Linked DNA regions of Gasterosteus aculeatus: region 2 is linked to region 1. The links are chromatin contacts, called in public Hi-C maps. All regions are on one chromosome and are shown on one strand. The core of a region is the stretch at or near the end of the contact, and the rest is flanking DNA. Distances in the headings are between cores, read along the strand shown. Region 1 holds the start of lama5 (laminin, alpha 5). Region 2 overlaps lama5 (laminin, alpha 5).

Region 1 (6,932 bases), core at 3,082-5,581:
CACTGCTGTTACCATCTACCATACCATCATATACTCAAGTTATGGCTGCAAAGGAGAAGAACAAAGTCATGATAAAATCATCTAGTTTTCAGGCTCACAGCTACAGAGCTGCTTCCACAATTTAACCGACACTAATGTTGACCAATTTGTTTACCCGTCGGATTGGAATATATTCACGCAAAACCAACAAGTTGCTACCCAAATTTGTGGAAAAAATATTGTCCGATGGTTTTTATTGTAATCTCAATCCTTTGCCATTTTGTATTGTATTTCAGGGTATAAGTTATAAAAAGGATAAAAAAGATGCAGAAGTAAGATAGTGATACTTACGCCTTCAAAGGAAACACTGATTGTGTCCTTGCTGCTGCATCGCGCAGCCACATTTACTTGAATTTACTTTCTTACTTCCTCTGACACTTCCTTCCTCCCTGCCAGTCTTTCAATTAAATTCCAGCCTCTTCATTTGTGTTTTTATGATTGTGAGTGTGTGTGTGTGTCTGTGTATGTGTGTGTGTTTGTGTGTGTAGGTACCAGCAGGGGGTAAGTGGTTCAATTGATGGAGCAGTTAGCAGTTAGCAACAACAAGTGGCCTATCCCTCATTTCTCATTCGGTTTCCTTGGTAACCAGGAAGTAGATTAGTTGTAGAGTTCAGGAAGAAAGATCGAGAGAATGAGTGGATTAGTGAGGTGAAGGTGACACGTCCTCTCTTTTCCTCCATTTGTCTCTGTCTTTTCATGTTTTTTTCTCTTTTGTCGTTACTCTCTCGTCCTAAAGAGCTCCATTAATCTTTGTTTGCAGTAAAAGCAACGCTTCAACATTGTGATATGTTTATTTACTTTCTGTAGCCTTAAGCCTGGAAACAGGGAGAAGCAGATATCCTGGCTTCTTTGGCATTTAATGGTACATTTGGATGACATTTAACAGAGATCCAAACAGTGTTTCATTTCAATCAGTTGTCAGAACAGGAGGAGGCTGTTCATGATTTGAAGGGCTATAATAATACGAGTAGCTCCACCTGCTCACTGTGATGGACCAACAGCCGCTGGGGGTGACTTTACCGCGCGAACACGACGTCGGCCTATTTTTAAATATATGACATATTCCACGTGTTCATTGATGATGAAGATTTGTGCAAGTTTAAGATGAAAACTGCAACACACAACCAGTGAGCCTCCAGACAGCCTGAGGAATGTTCTAGTGTGTCAGTGAATGAAGCTCTGCTGCATTAACACAGTGACTCTAGAGTCCTTTAAACTACAGGAGGTCACTGACCCCAGCCTCTGTGTGTGTGTGTGTGTGTGTGTGTGTGTGTGTGTGTGTGTGTGTGTGTGTGTGTGTGTGTGTGTGTGTGTGTGTGTGTAAGAGGCAGACAGCAGTCCAGGTCAGAGTTCAGCATGTGTTTGACAGACGATGGAGGAAATAGATGTGTGAGGTTTCTGGACTTTGGCCTGAGAAGACGTGGCAGTAATTTCACCTGCCTTACTTATCTTAACTGGTTTTCTTTCCTTTTTTTCCCCGCAGGTTCACCGGTATAGGATTTCTTTTAATAAACATCCTTTCAGACCAAGAGGCCTGTAAATACTACTTGACTCACGTTGGCATCTGTTATCTTTGCATTTGTGTGTGTGTGGAAGAGAAACCCTTTCATCTTCTAAAGTGGTTCTTGCACCTTGATTAGATGGTGGCAGTCCAGAGTGCATGGGAAAACACACACACACACACACAGCTGCTCAGGTGTTATTCAAGAGATGTATAAGCTGCAGCACAGGAGAGTCTGTGTGTGCAGTGAGAGGTTAATAGGGGATTTTAACCCTGACCCTTTTCCAAAAATGAACAATGTACTATTTCTCCTTTGACTTGTTGAAATTATACATGTAATTGTACACCTAAATAAGTCACGTACATTTTCATTCACCCCTTGAATCAGTGTAAAAACCTTCTTCTGTGAGTTTCAGTCTATTATAAAGGGATGTTCTTCTATGTGGCAGAGACAATCATGTTTTTAGGGAACTTTATCATCTCGCCGATTATTGTTGACGCATCCTCGCTAATGTTTCTACTCATGGTCAGTTTGGGTAGGATGAATGGCTCAAACAAACACAGGACACTCACTCAGGGGACCACTGCTTGTGGTCTGTGTGAAACCAAAGTCTGCAGGGACTCATTTATAATGTTAGCTGTGTGATGAGGAGATCATTTTGTAATAGACAGAAAGAAAGTGTGCGAGCTGAGATGGAATACTAAGTGGACACACACTCGCTTTCGCACACACCAACCGACAACAAGACCACAGTCTGTATGCGATTGGTCTGACAGCTCGCTGGCAGAATGACGAGATTACAGAGAAAGAGAAAGACAGAGAAGAGGAAGGATGATAGGAGAGGATTGACAGGCCGCCTGTACTGTGTCCCGGAGTTTAAGCAGATAGACGAACATTTGTGAACACAATCTCCCAAACAAGCGTTTACCGTGTAGCTCTGGTGCTAACAAATTCCAGCAATCAGCAACAACCTGAGCAAGATAATCTAAGTGTGATGCTACATGAGGCTTTCCCCCCTAACAGCGCCAACATCGCTATTGACAACTGTATGTGTCCATGACAAAATATAGTATTTTTTAGCTTTTGAAATGCTTTCAACCATATTTCACAATCTTGATTAGCAAATGGATTTTGCACGGTTGCCATGGAGTCTGCGCAGTTGTCATCATGTGACCTGCTAACTATTCAACTAGAGTAACACGGTAACAGGTGGTTGTATACATTATAGGTGGTGGTGGGGGAGTTCTGTCTCTCACAACATTCCATTCATTTACAGCCTAAAGGCCGTCTCAATTAAGTTTTGAGTGAAACTTATTTCCTCCCGATTGCGGTCGCAGTGTGGTTAACATTTCAAGCTGCAACAAAACAAACAAAACGTCTTAGTTATTTACAAAGCCTTATGGTTGGGCTCAAAATGACTATGAAATTCAAACAAAAAAGCACAAAAACTACTTTGTTCATCAAAAATCTAAAATGCTGAGGGGAGAAAACACAGCCGCGGCCGGGAACCACATGCAACACACATGGGAGGACATTCATGAAGGGCATTCAATGACAGCATGAGACACACATTGCTTAAGTACACTGGGAAGGTGCAGGTGATTGGACACAGGTGGAAACAATCAGGGACGAGGCAGACAATCACAGGGGGGGTGACAGGTCAAGGCAGGAAGTGAAGCTAACCCAGGGACACAGGAGGCACGAAACTACAAAATAAAACAGGAAATAAACCCAAACCGTGACACATGGGATGTGGACCGCACACATCTGTTACATTAACCTCATCTTATCTAAAACGACATGCACAATTGAGGAAAAGATAAGTTTCCTGTGTCTCCCTTGTGATCGCTCTCCTATTCTGCTTATTGTTATGCAGCATTATGACTAAGCAGATTCTGTAAATGTTAAAACCTATAAACCAACAGCATTATGATCTTGACAAGGTTGAATGATTTGGTCATGTAACAATTTTGTTCACTCAATTTTCTGATAACGACTGTGAAATGTGGTTGGAAGCTCTGGAATAAGTCAAGAGTCAAACTTTGAGGTTTGAGAAGTTTCTACTATTATCTTGTCAGGTCAACGATTGTTGCGCTCAACTGTTTTCGATGTCACAGCAAATGATCTGTGTCTGAATTCGCAGGTCAATACAAGGTTTATTACACGGGAACAGAAAAAGATGTTCAAATTTCACATATCAAAGACACCTGTCCACATTATTTTTGTTTCAGATGCTTAAATGCTGTGAAATGTGTTCAAACACGAACAAGTAAAAAACGTTACGCAACCAAATATCATGAATCAATACCACAAATCACCACCTATTCCCAAATCAAGCCCCAGTGGGATTCGTCTTTCTTTGTGCTGACCGGATCCACGTGTGGGGTTTGCATGTTTGTTGAGACACACCTGTCTGTCTCTGTGTATTTCCTTGTGTGTTTGATGGTTAAGCCGGATGCCATTTCTGTCTGTGTGGTTGTTGTTTCCCCATTTTAGTGTAATGATGCAGGAGAGCAAACACATTTACTCATTTTGAACTGATGAGAAGGGGTTGGTAGTTATGAAAAGGGGGAATGAAGAACTCTAAAAAAAGCTGACTAGAGACGGAAGTAAAAAAATGAAGGAGAGAAAACACAGAAATATATCAGAAGTGGGCATCCTCGTGAGATGGCTTTATTTTAATCAATAAAGAAAGAAAGTGCATCCAACACAAAGCATTGGTGCTCCAACCAGCCGCTGGGGACGGACCGAGCCAGAGAAACGGGGAGGGGGGGGAGGGTGCAGAGAGAGAGAGAGAGAGAGAGAGAGAGAGAGAGAGAGAGAATAGGTGCCTGGTAGAGCGACAGAAACCTCAACACACCGCTCCGCGGGACTACAACACCAACTCCCGTCCCCCCCTCTCTCTCTCTCCCTCTCTCTCTCTCTCTCCCTCCCTCTCTCCAAACCCGCGTTAACGGCTTACTTTTCCTTTTCCTTTTTAAAACTCTAAGTTCATTCACTCCCTCCTCCCTCTTCGGACCCGGACCGAGCGAACAGGTGGAGATGACGGCGCTCGGCTCCGCGCGCCCCGCGGCTCCGCGCGCCCTCCGGCGGGTCGCGCTGCTGCTGTGGCCGCTCGTGGCGACCTGCTGCCGCTTTGCTTCGGCGCAGGAGCTGGCGACCAACGGGGTGAACGGCTACAGCCTGCACCCGCCTTACTTCAACCTGGCCGAGGGCACCAAGATCACCGCGTCGGCGACCTGTGGAGAGGACGACGGCGGCAGAGCCCTGCAGGACCTGTACTGCAAGCTGGTGGGAGGCCCGGTGTCCGGGGACCCGAGTCAGACCATCCAGGTGAGTGTTCGATCCCAACTCACGCCGAGTCGGAAAACTTGGTCGGATCAGTTTTACAGTGATTTCCGCGCTTTTGGCCCTGATGAATGATCCGTGCGGTGTTTGATGCTCAGCAGCCTTTACGGTGACTGATGTTCGTGCAGTATGAGAGCATGTCAGCGTTATGGCCCCTTTACACATATAACGTCACCTGGAGGTGTGCACGTACCTGTAGATCCTTTCCCGTGCTGTGATTCATCAGTGCACTTTAAGGACTGAATGCAATCAGATTTAGATATGTGACACACTGGTGGGCTTCTGAAATGCACCACACACACACACACACACACACACACACACACACACACACACACACACACACACACACACACACACACACACACACACACACACACACTCTCTCTCTCTCTGCTTTCGCTATGTCCCTCTTCCAATTCCAGAGAGTTGAAGGGGTGAGCAGTGTGCACGGCGCTCCTGCCAAGTCATTATTTCATGCACTGCTTCCTCTGTTTGGACTTAATAACCCGTGACACTTATATAAGGGAAGGCAGCGTTTCACCACGTCATGCTTTTACATGTTTCTAGGTGACTTTTTGATGTAACAAAGAGCTCGTGAACTCTCATTGTGTTTGAGGCTCCAGGTTTAGTTTAACCCAAAGGCTTTGTCGGAGTTTCACGGGTTAACCATTAAAAGCAATAACAAGCAGGCTCATTGCCTTCTCCCTCCCTCTCCCACCTGTCGTTGCCTTTTCCCTCCCCGGCAACTGCCGGGTCTTTTTCAAATCAGATCAATTTTGTCTGGGAGACTATTGTATAAGTCTGGAAGGAACAAAGGGATTCTGTCCCTTCTGAATCCTTAGCTGATGTTTGATGGTTTGGTGGTTGTAAAACAAGAGGCATGCATGCTAATAAATACCTCGTGACCTGAAATGAAAAGAGAGGCTGACCTGAAGATAAGGATTTGTCGTTGAGATGAATGTGAGATTGGCGAGAATGAACAGCAGGGAGTCTGAAGTGAGACTGAGAATGAAGCCCAAAAAGCCTGTGGCCTGAGGGATTTGGGTGAGGGTTGTTTAATAAACTTTAACAAGAGTTAAAAACTTCCACCGTCCCCCTTTTAGATGGGAGACTGAAAGAAATAATTATATAGATTACTTGGCAATTATCTTTAATTCAGATGGTAATTTAGCTCTATATTTGTTCAGTTCTCTGCAGTACTTGATCCTAACTTCATTTGACCCACTTCAGCGTCTCCACACTGAGGATTAGAACCAAATATTCTCTCAGCAGAATTTTCTTTCAGCCTTTTCTCTGATCTGCCCGTTCCGGGCGGTTTGGTTGAAGAGGTGACGTTGGTCCACAAACAGCTCAGGAAATCTCCCAAAGAACCCCAATAATCTGGCCATTAGCACCAGCAGCACGGGTTCAGCCCACAACGCGGGGCTTTTGTGGCTCCGCCCACTTGTTGCGTTACCGCACTGACTTTTCTGTCCTGAGGTTAATCCTGTTTTTATTTGACAGCAAGCGGCGAGAGGGTTTTTTTATTAATTAAAAACAGTAGTAGGGGGGAGTGCAGTTTGTAGCAGAAAACTCAAGACTTTTTCACCACGGAGACCGCTGCCCGTTTATCTTAACATTTATCTTATTTGTCACGTAACACAAGTTCTGTAGTTGCTATTATCAGCCAAACCACGTATCTTAAGCATAACCAGGTGGATTTGTTGCCTGAACATTGCAGGAGACACTGGTCGCTCTCATGTCGCTGGACGTGCTTAAGTAATTCACAGAGAGGGAGAAATAAAGAGAACTCTACATATTTATTTCCAGGTGGTCGTTTTGTTGACAAAAGAGGATTGAGGGTGGGCCGTGAAAAGAAAACTGATAAAAAGAGACTGAAATAGCGCGAAAGGGGGTTTGACAGCCGGGCAAAAGTAATAAAGCAGACTCTTCTTTTAAGGAGTGACAAACCCGGCTAGGAAATCAGCTGGTTGATCCAAAGCCCACAAGCACCCAAATGTCTGCGTTCAGCTGCTGATTTCCTTCCTTCATTTCTGTCTT
Region 2 (6,932 bases), core at 1,828-4,327, 51 kb after region 1:
TGCCTCCTTAAAACTCACTCATACGAGATGGCAGAAAGAACGCTGTTCCTCTCTCCGTAACTTGCCTCTCCATGTTCTGTGTCATAACAGGATTATGTGTTGGTCGTGCCCGAGAGCAGCTACAGCTCCAACTCCCTGAATGAGGAGCCTCTGGATAAATCCTACGACTTCATAAGCAACTGTGGACAAACCAGCTTTTACATCAAGTCAGTTTGCAGAGCTGAGCAATCACAGTGTTTTTTATATTGCATTTTCTTGATTTAAAGAACCAGTGCTACAGATATTTTAGATGAGTTCTTATTGTGATTGTTTAACGATGCTATGAATGAACGAAGGACTCTTCCTCTCCTCTCTTCCTCTCCATCCAGCCCCACCACCGCTTCTCAGTTCTGCCTCGGCTCGGCGGTGTCTCTGTCGGCCTTCTTCAACAACGGGGCGATGCCCTGCGCCTGCCACGAGGTCGGCGCTGAGAGCGACACCTGCGAGCAGTTCGGCGGCCAGTGCCGCTGTCGGCCCAACGTGATCGGCCGCGACTGCTCCATGTGCGCCACGGGCTTCTGGGGGTTCCCCAACTGCAGACGTAAGCCTGCCATTGACTGCTTGCCTGTCAAATGATGATGACGTGCTGCTTCTGCGCGCCCCGAATCATAAAGGTGTCATCGTATCAACTGAATGAATGTGGATTTCCAAAATGGCTTCCAGGCGACGTCACATTGTTTGGAAAGAAATCATTTTAGCCAAAGCAACTTAAGATAACAAAGAAGGTAGAATTGTTCATAGACATCTGTAATGTATTGTTGCTGCAGTAAGTAATTTACAAAGAGGAACTTACGTGTCCGTCTCTTCTTTTACGCCCTGTTCTCTGTCTCCTTGAGGTTCAAGCGAGCAAAAGGTAATTTTCTTACGATGGATCTCGTCTTCCCTCCAGCTTGTAACTGTGGTACGAGGTTATGTGAACCAGTGACCGGCGACTGCATCTGCCCTCCGAGGACCGTGCTCCCGGAGTGCACCCAGTGTGAGCCCCAGACGTTTGGCTGCCACCCGCTGGTCGGGTGTGAAGTCTGCAACTGCTCCCGGCCGGGCATCTCCTCCCCCGATGTAAATTGCGACACCTTCAGTGGACAGTGCAGGTACGGCAAGACGGAGGAAATCATCATTTAAATCCTCATTGTTTGTGACTCTGGGGCCAAAATCAGAAGCAGACCAACCCCCCCACCCCCGTCCCGCTTGCCATGAATCATCATCTGCTCCCTGACCTGCCACTACTGTGCTGTGTGATATATTTGGAGTTTAACAAGTTCAACTCTCAAATGCCAGGCCTCCTTTTGGGAATACCTAAGAAGGCAGTTATTTCTCTGCGCTTTTCTCTCCTGACAGGATCTTGGCTCTGAGTCTCTCATTGGGTTGATTGCTGTCTCTTTGGACAGCTGTGCTTGCCAACTCTTGTCTGTTCAAGACTGTTTCTTGGCTCTCTCTGAGGACTGGCAACAACACAGCTGCAGTCTGTCTTCGTCCTTATCGCTCAGCCTGCCTCCGTTATTCCTCCTCCAGCCTTTATAACGTAATTTGTCAGGCGTCAGTCAGCATTTTTTACTACTTCAGGAGTTGGATGAGGCGACTATCCGGCGACAGGCTTAGTTTTGCATAAACACTGGAAACAAGGGGACAATGCTAACCTATACGACAGTTGTATGTACCCTGCAGTCTAAATGTTTATCAGCTCTGTGATTATGGGGAGCACTAAACCGTTCATCTCTTGCAAGATTATAATGTCATTTTGCAAATGATTATCAGAGTTTTTTCTATTTGATCAATAAACCCAGACGCATTGATTCTCAAATATTTATTAAAATAATTGCATGTTATTTTCTTCCAGATGTAAGGACAACGTCGTTGGCCGTCAGTGCGACCGCTGCTCCCCTGGTTTCTATGGTTACCCCAACTGCAGGCCATGCAATTGCAACGAGGCAGGAACTGAAGAGGAAGTGTGCGACTCCTTCACAGGACAGTGTCTGTGCAAGGTGGGCTAATCCTATGACCCGCACAAGCGTCTGCCTGCATTCAACAGTGTTGTCTAATCTACTCGCCGTCCTCCACCTGTAGGAAAACGTGCAGGGTTCCCGATGCGACCAGTGCCGACTTGGTACATTCCATTTGGATCCAACCAACCCTAAGGGCTGCACCAGCTGCTTCTGCTTCGGAGCGACCGACCGCTGCCGCAGCTCCGACAAGAGGCGCAAAGAGGTGCTTGTGTCTCGTTCTTTTACCACAATCTCAACACTAAACATCTGGAGGAAAAGGCTGGATTTCAAGTTCAAACTTATACGGGTGGAACGGTGCACAAAATTCCCACAACGGAAAAACTTAAACAAGCAAATATTTAGCTTGGTTGTAAAATGGTTGGAACACTTGTGAAACATTAACGTGTTCCCCTGTCGTCTAGGTGATGGATATGGAGGGCTGGGTGTTGCTTGGGGCAGACAGACAGGAAGTACCGGTGGTGTTGTATCCTGGTCAGGACCTTGTTGAGGCTGACCTCAGCGATGTGCCCGATGTCTACCAGGACATTCACTGGCACGCACCAAAGACTTACCTGGGAGACAAGGTAAGAGGAGAAAGATATCCTCTGAAGATGACTGAATAGATTCTGCAAGGAACATTTTAACTGGCTATGAAGCTGTGTCAATTTTATACTGATATACGGCCTTCTCTGACCTACTTATCTCTACAAAGGTGCCTTTAATTCTTTTGAGGGTACGGCCCCTATGTCTCACCTTCATTTAAATGTCCTAATCAAATCACGAGACACATAGGCTTAGTCGAGGTCACAACACACACCCCTACAGAACACACACAAGATGATCCCGCATCATGATTCAAAGGCTTAGGCGAGTTGTTTGGATACAGATAAGCATTATTGTCTAGACGTTTGAATTGACTGCTTTCATGTGGGATTCAACCAGCATCATTCTGCAGGCGGGCTGATGGTTTGATTTAAAGCCCAAACTGAGCCCTTTAACGTCTCATAAACCAGCTTCAAATGTCAGCTCTTAGTAAGCCCGCATGGTTGCCATGGAAACATGGGCCCTTGGTCTTGTTTCTGTTTCACTGCACAGTCTCAGTGTAATCCATTGCTGAATGGATTAAGAAGTAGTCTGTCTGCTTTTGCTGTGTATATTTTGTCGTTTCAATGTTTGTTTGTTCTTCCTCTTGATTTCTCCTGAAAGCCTAACGTACCGGTCCTCTGTCCTCCGCAGGTCTCATCCTATGGAGGTTATCTGCGGTATCGTCTCCACACTCAGACCATGAGAGGCGACGTGTTGTCTCTTCCTGCAGAAGCCTCCCGGCCAGATATCATTCTCAAGGTATAAAACACACAAATATACCAGTAACCTAGTTACACGTAGAGGAAGCGTTGCACACACACACACACACACACACACGCAAAATGAGAATAGTTTTATTTAGCAAATGCTTAATAAACAACAGAACACACACGCTCTCTGTTGAACTACTGTACACACCCTTTTCACAGTATTCCTCTCCTCCTGCAGGGTAACCAGATGACCTTGGTGTTCATGGAGAGGGAGTACTCCTCACCTGAGGAGCCTCACCTGGGGATCGTTCACATGGTTGAGGTATGAATAAATATTTAGTGTGCTTATTTGCTTATTTGTTTTTTCCTTTAGAATTTTCTTCTTTATTGTATTTGTCATCTGCTGGCCAACAGGCTATTTGTTTATGTGTGCACTTTACCTTCTTTATTTTGTATATTATATATTATTTTATATCCTTTTATATTCTATTGTTAGTTGAATTATTCTCCTCGTATGTCCAACATATAATATAAATAAATGTTTCTGATTCTGAACAGGTGTTGCTGTACTTTCCTGTGGGACATTTTATTCCACAATGGCCCGCAAGGAAATACAGACTGAAGCCCAAACCTTTTTCCTCTACTTACAGGGTAGTTTCCGTCACGCTCAGACTGGTAACTCTGTGTCTCGGGAGGAACTGATGATGGTCCTGGTCGGTCTGGAGTCTCTGCAGATCCGAGCGATTCACTCTCAGTCTGCCCACTCCGTGTCGCTACGCGGCGCCGTGCTGGAGGCCGCGGAGAACCTGCCTGCCGGTCGCCATGCCAACAACGTGGAGATCTGCATGTGTCCTGCCAATTACATGGGAGACTCTTGTCAGGTGAGGGACCAAGAAGGCCCAAAAGCATGTTTCCCTTTAGCAAGGCGAAGATGACAATTCATAATATAGTATTATCATGTGACAGCATGGTGCATCTTTGCAATTATTTGAATATTGCTCCTAGTTTTACTGCTTTTCGTTAAATACTATCATTGTAGATTTACAATTTGAGGGTGTTTGACAAAAAAAATGTTAAGGTGATTCTGTGGACTTTTTTTAATTACCTAAACTTCACTGGAAGGTGATTTAGTTTAAAAAAAAGACGATTAATAAAAATAATTAATTATTATTAATTATTATAATTAATGAAAATGGTCTTCGCTGTCCTCTCTTCTCTATAGAAATGTGCTCCGGGTTACTACAGAGACACTATTGGCTTGTTTCTGGGGAAATGTGTCCCCTGTAATTGTAACGGACACTCTGACCAGTGTGTGGACGGATCAGGAATCTGTTCGGTAAGGTTTTTTTAATGATAAATCAGTTGGCATGACTCCCCTCTAGAATTTCTTATTGGTACGTCAACTATGCTCCTCATTCTTTTTTACTCTCTGTCCACCAGAACTGCCAGCACAACACTGCCGGAGACCACTGTGAGATCTGCCAGGGAGGTTTTCTCGGCAACAACAGCCTGGACGGACAGGCAGTGGCATGCTCCAGTTGTCCCTGCCCACTAAGGGTCGCATCAAACAAGTGAGAATATTTTAACAACTTTTTTTTGAGTCCTCTTCTCGTAACCTTTCCATTTAATCACATATTACTTTTTTACTTTTTTCAGCTTTGCAGAAGGTTGCGTGCAGAAAACCGACAGGATGCAGTGTTTGTGTATGCCGGGTTACGCTGGACCTCACTGTGAAAGGTAACTGCTAATCACTCAAAACCTTCAGATTACTTTTCTTTAAACCAACAAAAATTGACCAATTGATTTGGTCAATTTTTGCAGCTCTATCCTGGATTCTTAATTGATAACTCAACTACTTTGATCATTTTTATGTAATTAAATCTAAATCTAAGCTCATTGTCTTGTCAGTAAGTTCACATCAACGTGACTCCTGCAACATGAAGAAAAACCTTTTGTCAGATATACGTGTGTCATTAAAAATGGCTTTGTTAACACAGGTGCGCCCCAGGTTACTACGGCAACCCCATGGTGCTGGGCAGCCGGTGCCAGCTTTGCCATTGCCACGGCAATACGGACCCCAACATGCTTTTCACCGACTGTCACCCGCTGACTGGGGAGTGTCTCAGCTGCATGCATAACACGGGCGGCCCTCACTGTGACATCTGCGCCCCTGGTTACTACGGAGACGCGGTCACTGCCAAAAACTGCACCAGTGAGTTCAGCTTCATCGTGCATGCTATTTGCCTTTTTTCGAATAGGAACATTGCAGCTGGATTATAGCGCTCTGCATTATTTGGTGCATCAAAGTCAATGTTGTTGCTTAACATTGAGCTATTGAGCTATAGAAAATGAAGAAAAATTTGGTCATTAGGTTAAGTCAGAGATGAATTACGGTATCCCCATTTTTATTCATACCATTGATTCTTAAAAATGATTATTAATTTGTTGAACAATATGATGGATTAAGGTTTTCAGAAGTTCTAGCAGCAAATAAACACATGTTGTGTGTTTTCTTAATGCAGAGTGTAACTGCTCCCCGTGTGGCACCGAGTCATGTGACCCTCAAACTGGACAGTGTCGCTGTAAAGCTGGAGTCACCGGACCGAGCTGTGATCGCTGTGAAGTAAGTGCTGCACTGGTATTTCCTTCCTAAATATCCTATATATGATGATTCAATTTTGCAATATTGGATCTATGATCTAAACAATGAATCTTTGTCTGGGAAGAAACGGGATGTTATGGTCAGCAGCCCTCCCACGTCTCTGCCTCAATCCGTTTTTCCTCTCAGGTCGGCTCATTCGGCTTCGAGTTGTGCTCCGGTTGCCGTCATTGCGACTGCGACGCCTCTGCCGCCCTCGTACAGCCGTGCAATCCTCAGAGCGGTCGGTGCGCCTGTCAGCCCGGAGTCAACGGGCCAAACTGCAAACAGTGCGCTCCTGGATACTGGGACTACGGACCCAACGGATGCAAGAGTGAGGGCGTGCGGGACGCATTGCAAAGTCTTATTCTGTCTTTGTAAAGCCCGGTAGAAATCCGCTGGCAGAAAGGAATATGAAAAAAACGCTATTAGAGCTGTAAAAGTGGCATTATCATTTGAAGCATCAGCAGCCGTCATATCGATACTTCCCGCTCTCCAGAGTGCAGCTGTAGAGGAGGTCGCTGTGACCCTCGCTCAGGAGAGTGCCGCTGTCCTGACGGGATGACGGGAAAACAGTGTGACACCTGCAAGCAAAAATACAGCGTGACTGTGGAGCACCACGATGGCGTGCACTGCGAACGTAAGTGCAACTACCTAATACCCTTACAATATACCGGAAAGAGTAAAAATACCAGAGAACATCGAAATACTTCTTATAACCGTTGAGTGTTTTGCCCCTCGCAGCTTGTGACAGCTGTGTCATCGTCCTGTTGGAGGATCTCGACAAATTGAGCGAAGACTTCAACTCGGTAGCCGCTCAGCTGAGCAGCCTGAATGCCAGCTCGATGGCCTGGGCTCAGCTCCGCAGTCTCAACAAGTCTGTGGAGGAAGTCACTGTGAGTCTACACGCACGCAAAACCTTCACGAGGCCCAACGGATCTATCGCCGTACTGTACGGGGTGTCGTAACGCTTATAAG

What was found. Hi-C and Micro-C count contacts between places; a contact is called where the count stands out from the background.
Region 2: a Hi-C map of skeletal muscle shows a contact between it and region 1, with 3 times the contacts expected there. The contact joins the enhancer-like site here to the promoter of lama5 in region 1. A contact is called at or near these places in 5 of 6 Hi-C or Micro-C datasets (blood and trunk muscle, skeletal muscle, tail fin and 1 more).

What each region holds. Positions count from the first base shown.
Region 1 is chr2:8,800,808-8,807,739 of fGasAcu3.hap1.1, forward strand. lama5 (laminin, alpha 5) reads left to right here and starts at 4,332. Exons shown (of 80, transcript XM_040192278.2): 1 at 4,332-4,874. The coding sequence starts at 4,584.
Region 2 is chr2:8,852,889-8,859,820 of fGasAcu3.hap1.1, forward strand. It overlaps lama5 (laminin, alpha 5), which reads left to right. Exons shown (of 80, transcript XM_040192278.2): 33 at 91-206; 34 at 369-580; 35 at 929-1,130; 36 at 1,877-2,021; 37 at 2,104-2,244; 38 at 2,444-2,605; 39 at 3,258-3,365; 40 at 3,555-3,638; 41 at 3,967-4,197; 42 at 4,539-4,652; 43 at 4,757-4,887; 44 at 4,973-5,053; 45 at 5,314-5,528; 46 at 5,839-5,939; 3 more. Among protein-coding and RNA genes, the nearest start is that of dnajc5ab, 20 kb to the right of the region's middle. Within about 2 kb of position 3,078, at least 5 of the 9 cell types and tissues checked have open chromatin away from gene starts, as enhancers often do.